Linked DNA regions of Xenopus laevis: region 1 is linked to region 2. The links are chromatin contacts, called in public Hi-C maps. All regions are on one chromosome and are shown on one strand. The core of a region is the stretch at or near the end of the contact, and the rest is flanking DNA. Distances in the headings are between cores, read along the strand shown. Region 1 overlaps LOC108711366 (a long non-coding RNA gene). Region 2 holds the start of LOC108711365 (DNA-directed RNA polymerase II subunit GRINL1A).

Region 1 (6,340 bases), core at 1,589-4,088, 62 kb before region 2:
ACAGGGCAGGATTCCCTATGATTGACACAACTATCGACCAATCACAGATTGCCACGTCTTAGACCCACTACTGATATCATGACCCAGCCCCCATCCTGCAATGATATCACAGCCCCGCCCCTGCCCGGAGTTAGACAGGCCAAAAAGTGGCAACCCTGTGTAGCATACACCAATGGTAATTTTCTTTGTAGCTTTTTGCCCGGAATTTCAACCCAAAGTGATTCCACACACTCCACAGAGCCATCCATGGTTATTTCTTTAGAGCACAGCTTTAATTCAGGCTCTACATAAAGACAACCCCTTTCAAATCTCTCTGTCCCTCCTAAAAAGTGTGTAGCCTTTTAAATTGCATAGAAAAGAACCACACGGGAACACAAGACTTGTATCAGATACAAGTCTCGTGTGCCAGTGTGGTTCTTTTCTATGCAGTTCATTGGGAGGTTGCCGTATCCTCCAATCACTGTGCACCGAGTGAACCCTAATATTTATACAACGGGTGTGCGAGTGTCCTCTTCAATTATAGCCATTTAAATTGACAGCCCAGTCACAGGTTTCATCCCACCAGCTCTCAGTGATACCAATTATAGAATAGTATTTAGCACATGCAATTAAGTGTATTAATTATTTTACTGATAAACATTAGTGGAACATAACTGGTGTCAGATATGGACTCATGTTTGTTGATATTTGTCTGTAGCATGGTTTTATTATTGATTGTGTTGCACTTGATCCTGTGTGTGCCCCTTGGTATGGGACAAGCCCTGGCAAGCACTATACAACTGATCTCAAACACTTCCCCCTTTTTGTGGAGTGTATGTTTTATTCTGTTTATTGTTACACAATAGAGAAGGAAGGTGTTTTAACCTTAAATCTTTTATTTTCCAGTCAGTGCAGTGCATAAATGTGATACGAATGTGTTGCCTGTGTTATGGGCCTCATCCTTGGTTACCAGATGTGTGATGGTGTGAAAGGAAGAAAGGATAATCTGGACTGTGCTACTGATTTCTATTTACAGTCATCACAGACAAACCAATCTGCTATATTAACAGTCCAATATTTGCTGTCAGAATATGAGCTGGAAGAAAAGATGCAAAAAACAGAGCCACTGTACGGTTTGCAAAATTCTCACCACCCTCAATATCTAAATGTTACATAAATTGTGAGACCTTGGTCTAAAGACGGAATTGGAATATTTAGCTGTTCATAGAAAAACAGCCACAAGATGGCAGCAGAGAAGACTAAAGTGCAGCCTGCACAACTGCTCATGTTTTTTACCTTCGATTTAGGTAGGTCAATAAAAAGAAATCTGGTACATACACCTGGGTTAAACTGGCCATAGACACAAAGATCCGATCATAGGAATCGAGGACAGCGTGGGGTCTCAGAAGGGTGCAGATCTGGGTTGGCAGGGCCCACCAAGTTTTAACCCAGTGTCCCACCAGCCTAGTCTGACCCTGGAGTTTAGAAACACAATATATAATGTTCTGAAAAATTCCCTTAGGCACATTGTATAGGCACATAATCTATTTTATTAACATATCAACTGCATGGTTGCAGAGTGTTTTATTCTTCATATATTAAAGGGGTATTTTTACTTTTAGATGAACTTTTAGCATATTATATAATGGTCTGTTCTTAGCAATTTTCTTATTGGTCTTTATTTGTATGGTTCTTATAATTACCTGCCTTTTAAAATTTCAATTTAAAATGCATATAGCTGATAGGAGTCATGTCTTAGCTTATATGGGATCTGACCAATCATCAATTCAAATATCACTGTCTGAGTTATACTAAAAGTGCATTTACCTTTAAGTGCCACAGCCCCCATTTTTACGGCACACTTATAACCCCAATTATTTACCCCATGTATATTGTGCAGTACAGACGGAATAACACTTGTCTTTGTGCTTCCAAGGCAGAAGAAAATCCACTTTGTTCATTAAAAAATATCTGTTGTATGAAAATATTGCACTGAACCTGAAATGAATGAACATATCAGTAATGGACTCTCCATCCTGCCAAATCCCCAAACACTTTGCTTGTAGGTTTTCCTTCCTGACTATCTGAATCTAGATCTCGCTTTCCTGACAATTTCCCCTCAATAACAAAGCTGTTCCCAGAAAAACAGTAATCGTTTTCAGTTGCTCCACGCTGCTTTGTCTTCTGAACATTAAACTCTGCACATAATACATGAACCTGTGCCAGGAAATGGCAGTTGCAGGGAGAATGACGCCCTTTTGTGTTAGCGCACGGGTGACAGTGCTGCTCAGGCATGCCCAGGCTATCAGTATATACATCAAAGAGCAGTGCAGTTAACTGGACACTCACAGGGATGACATTGATGGGAAACCTCTTTTCCTTCTCCTATACATACATTCATTTAATTAAAAATGTCTTAAATCAAAGTGGGTTATACAGCTGGGCTAGTCAGTAGACAGGGGAACTTCTGAACTATGATTCTCACCATACTTATAAGTATAAGGCTGACGTTCTCTTTCTCAGAGCCAAACAGACACACACACTCAAAAATTCTGGCTTGGTTGTAGGAATTTCAATGATGTATTAATAACCTGGCTGGGTTTGCATTTATTTTGCTATGGCCTGGACAGATTGGTCTCTTATCTTTACTTGTGTGTCTGGGTTTCTAAGAATCACCCTTGCATGCACCTTTTTCCTACAATTTACCCCATCCAGGGTGATCCATGGTCATCGTTGGACTGGGGGGGTCCATGGCCCACCAGGGCTGTTGCATTAGGGGGTACTGAACCCCCAGAGCCATGAAGTTTACCCGGGGCCACAACTTTCCTCCTCCCCGTCTCTCACCCAGAGTGTACCTGGTTGTGTGCCTGTTTTTCACTATTTGCTGCTGCGATCGGGGGGCCTGCGAGGTGTCAGGGGACAGCACAGCAGGAGTGGGTCTGGGTCAGCAGGGCCCATGAGGGATGGGGCCTACCAGGGTTTTTCCTGGTGTTCCACCAGCCCAGTCCAACCCTGTTCATGGTACTCTGATCAAAACAGGTTATCACAGATGAGGGATATAGGTACTGAATGTACTGTATCCCTGTAGGGTACCTCAGCAGCCTAGTGCGAATGTTTGGTGCTATGTACATGTAAAATATACACAACAGAACTGTTCATAATGCCTTCATTAATGTTCTAAAAGTTTGTCACAATTATTATCTTAGTTAGTGAATCAGCTAGATGGCTAGATACAACTTGGTATACAATACAGAGCCCTGCAGACATCATGTAACCTTTGATGCCCTAAAGGTGCAACAGTCCTTGTAAGAAATCATTCGCAGTAACCTGATTATTAGTGCTACTTTCCCATCAAGAATCCTTAATAAGGAATGCAGATTTAGGGCATATTTAATAACCAGTCTAAAGGGTCTTGTTGGTATTTGCAACTATTTGCAATTAATGGAAGTGTGATGGAATTTACTACAAGTACATGATCTATTATTTGGAATCTTTGTGGACTGGGGGGTTACAATGTTTCTGTAATTTTGTCACAATAAGTCTGCCAAAAATGATTTAATCATTTAATAATCCCAAATTGGATTGTTTTGCCATGAATATGAATTCATGCAGCTTAGTTAGTTTATTGTTACATAGAAAAAGGAAATAATTTAAAAAAAAAAAATTAGAATTATTTTTAGAATGGACTCTATGGGAGATTGCCTTCCCATAATTTGGAACTGGGCAGTCCCAGAAAAACACATGGCTTGGAAATCTGTATCCGTAGCTCTAAATTTGTCTCATCCATCTTTTTTGTGATGTCGTCACACTATAATATATCCCTTGCATAATAACATCAACATATTTGTTTTGGCTGGGTGACTCGCTATTACATCTAATTATCTGCTACTAAATCCAGCATGGTGTGTAGATTAACTAGATCATAATGAATGTAAGTAGAGACTGAAACCCAATCTATAAATACAAATATTTGAATAGCTGATGTTAATAATAGGCTTGCAAACACAACCCTTTTAATGGCTGCTCATCATATTGCAGTTGGTTTTAGACCTTAATGGAGAAATCTGTAGTATTGGTTGGTTCTGTACCCAAAGTGCAGAATGGAGTAACATTGCTAATTGTCTATATCATAAATGTCTTTAGATGTACATGTAATAATTCTTTTTTTGTATTCAAAACACTTAATTCTGCTAGAGCAGTGATCCCGAACCAGTAGCTTGTGAGCAACATGTTGCTCTCCAACCCCTTGGATGTTGCTCTCAGGGCCCTCAAAGCAGGTGCTTATTTTTTAATTCCAGGCTTGGAAGTTAGATTTAATTGCATAAAAACTAAGTATAGTGCCAAGCAGAGCCTCCTGTAGGCTGCCAGTACACATAGGGGCTACTAAATATCCAATCACAGCCCTTATTAGGCACCCCAAGGAACTTTTTCATGCTTGTGTTGCTCCCCAACTCTTTTTATATTTGAATTTGGCTCACTGGTAAAAAAAAAAGGTTGGGGACCCCTGTGCTAGAGCATTCTTAGTGTCTGAGCTCCCCTTGCAAACTATGGCTATATTAGTTACTGGGTATAGGTAAGATGTTCCATACCTCCCAGCTGTCTCTATTTAGAAGGGAAGTTTGTGGCAGCAGAATATGGCTAAAAGCTAGGCAGCACAGAATGAATTATACAATTACACAAGAAAATACCACTTTCAAGAAATACATGGAATACGTTTCATGCAGATGTGGTGGGTCTATCTAGAGGTAAGCAATTAACGGACAGACAAGATGGTCTATAGCTTCCACTGGTGTAACAATATCAGTCCCTAATGGATAATCACTATATAATGACTTTGTGGTTCTGAATAGAAAGTCTCTTTTTATACCATTCTTATACAGATGCAGTGCATTATAAAACTTTCTACACCTTTTCATTTTCTGAACTAATTAGCAAACTCTCATCAAATACACTTCAAAAGAATAAGAACAAAAATTCTTAATAAATCACCTCATCTTCCATTAAAGCAATCTTAAATGAGCTCAAATCCAAGCAAATGCTTAAACACAATATAATCCCCATGACTCATACATAATCTAAATGTTAATGAAACTATTTGTTCATCTCTAATGATAGTAACACCTGTACTATACCAAGTTTGGAATGGTGTGAATTGCATTCCAATAGAACTAATAATAATGATAAGCCTAAGAACCTGCCTTCCCAATAATAAAAAGACAAAAATGCAAACAGCAAATCCTTATTACTCCCCTCCGTCCTAAAGTCACATTACTAATGTAAATAGAAAAAAAGTATAAAAATGATGTCATAAACCTAGTTTGACCCTGTAAGTCTTTGGTCATTTTGATCTTGCTCAATGTATGTTGAAACGAAATATTGTATAGATCAAAAAGAACAGAACTGAAGAATCTATGCCACTGGCATGGTGGTCCTTTCATATTCACGACAGAGATTTTACTTAGCCTGGTGCATAATGTACAAATAAATTCCATAAATATAAAGACAGGAAAAAGTCAACAGAGACTGGCCAAATGAATAAGAAATGCAAGACAAAGCTATTTTAATATTCTATACTGTACATTGCTTATATGTGGCTAAAAGAAAAATAATTAATGGAGACTAAACCATCAATGTTTAGGTCATTTATTTATGGGACTCAACCAATAAAATGAATACAATACATTACTGCCATTAGATAACACTGAAAATCTTGATCTTTTACATGTTAGCAGGTTCCCTATGGGTTACTCGACTCCCTTTTGTGAAAGAAAATAAATCAATGAACAGACAAGAGATGAAGGACAGGCAGCAAGTTTGACAATCCGGGGAAAAGCTCGGAAAAGGTTGACACCAGCCCCAGAGAGGCACGAAACGAGCAGATGTAATAGTTGTACAATAATTAATTTTATCTAATGGTGATCTATGATCTGTGATTGTATTCAAGTTGTTACTGGCTCACCATTCTCCTTTCCAGCAGCTAGTTCAGGGTTTTGGTGCCTCGGACACCATTTTCAGGTTTTAGTATTAGTGTTAATTGTATCTAAATATATTAGGGGCTATATTAGCACCACCTGTTCTGGGATTCCCCTGATATATATAAAGCCCTTAAGTGTCCGTTGTAAGGCTGAACTATGGAAAAGTGTGTGGCTTTTGTCAAAGCCAAGTCCCTGGAGATTATTTTGTGTACTTTTTTCAACATTTTTAACCTTTTAATCCTTGAACTTGTAGTCAGGGCAAGTGGCACTACAGCTTCATAATCCTTTGCTGTACAGGAAGAAGTAATATATCGACATTATTTCCCTCAGTGGAGGGTCATGCTCACCTCACTTTCAGAGGAATCTCGAGATATGAACATCGAGCA
Region 2 (6,050 bases), core at 1,461-3,960:
GAGCAGCTAGGGACCGTTTGATGTTTCCTATCCACAGCAGTCAGAGCAAGTAAAACAAAGGGGAAATTGCACTGCACACAGTCAGGTTTCTTACGAAAACAGTACAAATTTTTTAATAAAAGTACATTGGAGATACAGTAGGTTTCTTTTTCATTAAAGAAAGTAAAATTTTAATTTTTTTGCCTTTACATCCCCTTTAAGTTACCAGATCCCAAAAAGGCTTCTGAGCTTGCCAAGTGTCTTTTAATGGTGTGAAACTGCCCTTATTAACCCTGAACTCAGAAAGCCCTGGCTGCCCTCGATTGGTTGGTAGCTCTAGAGTTTCACCCAGACTTGCACCCACTGAACTGATGCAAACATTGTTTAGAATGCACCAAAAGTCACACAATTTGCAGCACCAATACACATGAACAATTGCGTCTGTTTTGCCACATTGCAGAGGACGAAATTTGGATCAAGGAAGGAATTATGGGGACACCTGCATTACGGGTATAAACATAGTGATTGCATTCTAAATTGCACTTTGCACATGCATTAATCAATGACCCCAATAGTGTTTGTGAAACAACATTTAAGGACATATTTACATGGTAAATTTGTGTTATAAAGGAAAACACTTCTGTCCATCAAAGTCAACCTTTTCATGTATGCCTAAGCAGCAGTGGGGGGGGGGGATAAATCAGTGCCAACCCTGATGTGCCCATTCAACAGCAACCCGTTTATAAATCAAAACGCTGTGGCATTTAGACTATTCAGAGATGGGGTTGGGGTTTCTGTTTTGGCTCAGTAAAGCAATCTCCTTTATTACCTACAATGCAGCAACGTTGCAAAGCAGGGTTGCCAGGTTGGCTATTTTCCAGCCCCTACTAATTTATAGCTCAGGTACGGGGCCTTTGGCTGGTTTGTACTTTGGAAACCAGACAGTTTTTTCTTGCCCTAATGTGCCAAGCCTGTGTCTCCCAATGCATGCTGGTAATGTAGTTTTTGTTTAACAATTTGCCAACTGTTTAAGTTCAATGTAAGACTACAATACCCAGCATGCAATGTGACTGGCTTGTGTAGAAGTTAGGAGTTACCAGATTTTGGGCTCTCTACCCAGTCTCCCAACACTCAAGCATTCTCACGTTTTCCAGTGACTTTCCTCAATTTCAGCTAATTCTGGGGCAAAAATCTGCTGGCCACCAAAATGTCTAGAGGATGAGCAGATTTACCAATATTTATTGAGATCGCATATGAATTAAGGCCTTATGGGGCCCCTATACCTCCTGGGCCCCCCTCTGTAGTTATACCCCTGGCGACGGGCAAATCTGTCCCATTTTGCTTCATAGAAAAACTTGAAAAAGGAGTATTTTCACATATATTCATTTATTTTTAGACTTTTTTTCATCCCACATATTGTGCTATTTGTCGGTTACATTTGAAGTGCCTCTTGGTTAGTTTTGGGCTTGTTTTGTAGCCGTCTTTGGCTGGTTTTGAAAATTATACCTGGCAACAACCCTAGTACCAAGCACCAATCTCTATGACCATACCCATATGGAACGCATTTTAGGACATCCAGCAGCAAAAATACCTGTCCTGCATGCAATCTCCTATGCCTTCGGAATGTCGAATCGGTTGCTTTTACCGTCACTCATCGTCAAAATCTGCACGTGGATAAACAATTGCAGCAGCACTCCGATATGTGAAAAAAACTTTTTATTCGTGCAACAACGGCAATCACACCTCCGTCCTCTACCCTCCCTTCTCAGCCATCACTCATACGAACTCCGCCCTCAGCCCTCTTCCTTCCGCCCTTGTTCACTTTAGAAACTTAAAATAAAACTGTCGGCTGAAAAGAGAGATCTGAGGGGGGAGTGCTGAGGAAAGAGGGTGGAGCAGGCCGGACTGGCAATCTGCGGGTTCTGGCAAATGCCAGAGGGGCTGCTATAAGGTGCCATAGAAAGTCACTATTTAGTGGGCTGGGGGGGCTGATTGGGCCTCTGTGTATCTGAAATGCCAGGGCCTATTTTAATTCTCAGTCCAGACCTGGGGTACAGGCTGAGCAGGGTGGGCGGAAGGAGTTCGTATGAGTGATGGCTGAGAAGGTAGGGTAGAGGACGGAGGTGTGATTGCAGATTTGGACGATGAGTGACGATAAAAGCAACCGATGCGCCATTTCGAAGGCATAGGACATCGCATGAAGGACAGCTATTTCGCTGCAGGATGTCCTAAAATTAGGGTTGCCACCCGGCCGGTATTTTACCGGCCTTGCCGGTAAAACACCTGCTGGGGCCGGTATTACAAATTTACAGGCAATGTAGCTGCTGCTAATTTGTAATACCATTTACAAAATCCCCTGCCCGCCCGATGAAAACTTACATTTTCGTTGGCTTCGAGCGGTGGCCCCGCCCCCTTTGCAGCAGTACTCCACATGACCCGCCCCTTTAGTGACGCCACGCCCCATGGCTCCGCCTCTTTCGTCGCGCCCCGCATAGGCTCCGCCCCTTTTCGCGGCGCACCTCGCATAGGCTCCACCCCTTTTCGCTTTACGCCCCGCCCCTTTCTTTTACGCCCCCCCCACCATGGCCGGTATTTTTTTTTGTTTTAAAAGGTGGCAACCCTACCTAAAATGCGTTCCGTATACCCACCCACAAACAGAATACAGCTGCTGTATACTCGCTAAAGCAATATCTAACACCCACTACTCGCCGTATCTGCCATTCCCCTCACTGCACCGACTCCAGCAGGCAAGCACCTAGCAACTTGCAGAAAAACAACCCAGAAACGCCTTCAGCCGAGCCTTTAGCTACACGCAAACACGTATTGACGTCACGCGCAGGCGCATCGGCAATTAACATGGCGGCGCTCTGCTGGTGCTTTTAGTCAGCGCTTCTTGTAAAAATATAATCCCGGAACAGGCCCTTTATCACGGGAATTGTCCCTGGGTATTTTATCAGTGTATTTAAGCAGGGGGATGTCGAGTGGCAATGATCTGAAGGGGAAGAGTGTGGAACAACTGCTGGAGATCCTAGAGAGACAAGAGAAGCTCGTGAATAACAGGTAAATAGCGGTGTGTGCATGAGCTCAAGTCCTAGTCCTACTGTGCGCTCTCATGGTTACATGGAGCCAGTTACCTTTGCACTCACTCATTTGCTAGCGAGCACTTCCCCCCACACTGGATAACACTCCATTCATTGGCTGCATAGGGGTAGTAAGGAATAAAGGGCACGGTGCTGTACATTCACCCACACTGCGTCTCACTGGATAAATGGTGTGGCACAAGTAAACAACAGCTACTTATTATATGCCATTATATGCCATGCTGGACCTTTCACTTCTTGCCTCTGATACTGACAGGGAAACCCTGAAATGAGGCTCAGGGCTGCTGCAAAGACCAATGATGTCCAGGCTCCCTTTAATTACAGCACATTCTGTATCACCAGCAAGGTTTTTAACTGATCTAGACTGTTTCCCGTTTTTACAAAAAGATTGGAAAGTCTTTAATGTTCTAAAACAATGCTTCCTTATTCTATACCGATAAAAAAGTGGATTTGTTTTGTTTTTATTTTTGTAGTAGTAGTTTGTCAATGGGTGACCATGAGCAGCACAGACCCTACATGGGAAATGACGCTTATTAAGCAAACGGCTAGCACAAAGCACCATCAATGTCACCAGAAAATGAATACAACTGCTGGTTTGTTGTTTGTATAAATAGCTAGAAACAGAACGCAAAAGGAAAAGAATAGAGAAATTCCACTGAGACTGTACTTTGGCTGCAATCATACCAAGGCACCCAGAGAAGCAGACAGCAATGCTAACTACTGTGCATTTGGGGGAAAGTTATTGAAAAGTGAAAGCTCATTTTCAAAACTTATTGAGCAGATCTATGCTGTGCTAGTTAATACAAAGTTTTCTTTTTGGAGTTCTGCAGCCTAATGTATCCTGAACCAGTGGTTCTCGCAGTTGATTTTGAGTTACCAACTGTTTGTATTCAACCTTCTTGTTACGTTCCTTTTTACATTTCTCCAGCTTTCACATGTTCAAATGTTGGTCTCCCATTCTTACAGTATTTTTTATGTCCAGTCCTTTTATCCCCAGTAACACTTATTCTATTTTCACTTCTAGACCCTGTTTTAATCACTTTGCCCCATATCCCAGTCATCCTGTACTTCCTGCTATGGATTAGTGCAGCAACCAAAATTTGCTTATAGGTTCTACCCTGTTTATAATTCACTGTTCATAACTATTAAAAACTCTCTTTTTAATTTAGGAAGTTTCTTGCCCGACTGCCTGACAAAGGAAAAAAAATTTTGGAGTTTACTGAAAAAGTGCGACTTGCTATTGCAGAGAGTCAGGCGTTGAAAAGAACAGGAGATCTTATAGCTGCATTCAAAGGGGACTTCCAAGCAGCTCAAACCAGGGAAAATAAGACCAGTGAAAAAGTGGAAGTGGGTTCACCTTTAAAAACTTGGGCACTTAACACTCATTTAGCTGAAGAAACGCTCAGCTCTTCTCAAAATATAAATATTGTTGCTGGTCCACAAAATCCCACTGAAGAACCTTCTAGATCTTACTCTATTAAGACTGAAATAACTGCAGACCACAAAGATGATCTTACCTTCAATGCTGACACATTGGCTAATGATTTAAAGAACATTCATATTAAAGATGGTGTGGAAGAAACAAACCGGAGTGCACCACCAACAACATCATCTATGCAGGGAATAAATCCACCCTTTTTAAATGCAGCAAAGACAAAACTTCACTATGTTGAAGTACTAGAAAACAGAGCACATAGGCCAATTAAAAAAAAGGAAAAATACATGCCCAGCAGGTAAGTAAAAAAACTCATAGTTAACATTTAATTAATCTCTGCCTTGTGTGTGCGCATGTTGGTAAAAGTAAAACTTGTTTGACTTTAAAATGTATGGGGCATATGTATTTTATTAAAACTGCTTCACAGTGTTTAGAATTTTTTTCACATTTATTAAATGAGAATGAAAGGTAAACTTTAACCTTAAGCTCAGCTTCTCAACAGCTGCTCAGAGCCCACTGAGCATGTGAGTGTTGCAGACATTTTGTAAAAGATGGTGACCCCCCTGTGACAAGTTTGAAGTCCTGGACCATTGCTGCTATTAAAAATGGCAATAAAATATGGCATTTTTAGCCATATTCATCTTTTGGGTTTAGTTCTCCTTTAAAAGCAGAGAGGCACAGTGGGGTGACTGACTTTTTGACTTCTGTTTCCTCTGCTCACTGTCATAATTGGCAACCAGGGCGATGCCCACTTCACACAAGGAACATATTGGCTTCAAGTGTGCATGTACGATCACTTTCAGAGAACAGAGGAAATCAAGCAGCCAATCATGGCAACTGCTAACCCCCCCCCTGGGAAGTTTTTTTTGCATCCATGCAGGAAAGCAGGGCAATTGTGATGTTATAGCTCAGCATTACAATTGGGCTTTAACACCTCTCTGAATAATCATTTTTCCGACAACTCATTATGTGATGGAATAAATCCTTGCAGTATGGAAAACTGATTAAATTTTTTGTAGAATTGATAGGTTTATTCCCACTCCCAGGGCTGGTGCTCCTGTTGGAAAAAGTACACTGGCCCAGGTAGCTTAAATCACAGCAAGGTAGTATCTTGCCATGCTTACTAGATCACAGACTTGGACTAAGATTTGTAGTATTGTGAATTTACATGATTTTAGGCCACTGCTCTTCTTTGAGCAGCAGGGGGGCTGTACCTTTGTTGTCCTTGATCAGCTCTTGCACAGTCTGTACTGCATATGTGTAGGGGATGGAATTGGAGGGGTTATGCTTAAAGGGATACTGTCATGGGAAAAAATCTTTTTTTCAAAATGAATCAGTTAATAGTGCTGCTCCAGCAGAATTCTGCACTGAAATCCATTTCTCAAAAGAGCAAACAGATTTTTTTATATTCAATTTTGAAATCTGACATGGGGCTAGACATATTGTCAATTTCCCAGCTGCCCCAGGTCATGTGACTTGTGCTCTGATAAACTTCAATCACTCTTTACTGCTGTACTGCAAGTTGGAGTGATATC

What was found. A called contact is a pair of places that touch in the nucleus more often than the background predicts.
Region 1: a Hi-C map of the XTC cell line shows a contact between it and region 2, with 1.9 times the contacts expected there. The contact joins the enhancer-like site here to the promoter of LOC108711365 in region 2. A contact is called at or near these places in 2 of 4 Hi-C or Micro-C datasets (the XL177 cell line and the XTC cell line).

Annotation. Positions count from the first base shown.
Region 1 is chr3L:105,173,364-105,179,703 of Xenopus_laevis_v10.1, reverse strand. The region is part of intron 2 of LOC108711366 (a long non-coding RNA gene); the gene reads right to left. Among protein-coding and RNA genes, the nearest start is that of LOC108711364, 12 kb to the right of the region's middle. Within about 2 kb of position 2,838, at least 1 of the 7 cell types and tissues checked has an H3K27ac peak or open chromatin away from gene starts, as enhancers often do.
Region 2 is chr3L:105,111,809-105,117,858 of Xenopus_laevis_v10.1, reverse strand. It overlaps LOC108711365 (DNA-directed RNA polymerase II subunit GRINL1A), which reads left to right and starts at 2,710. Exons shown (of 4, transcript XM_018253031.2): 1 at 2,710-3,039; 2 at 4,250-4,813. The coding sequence starts at 2,954. It overlaps LOC108711366 (a long non-coding RNA gene), which reads right to left and starts at 2,555. Exons shown (of 4, transcript XR_001934884.2): 1 at 2,359-2,555.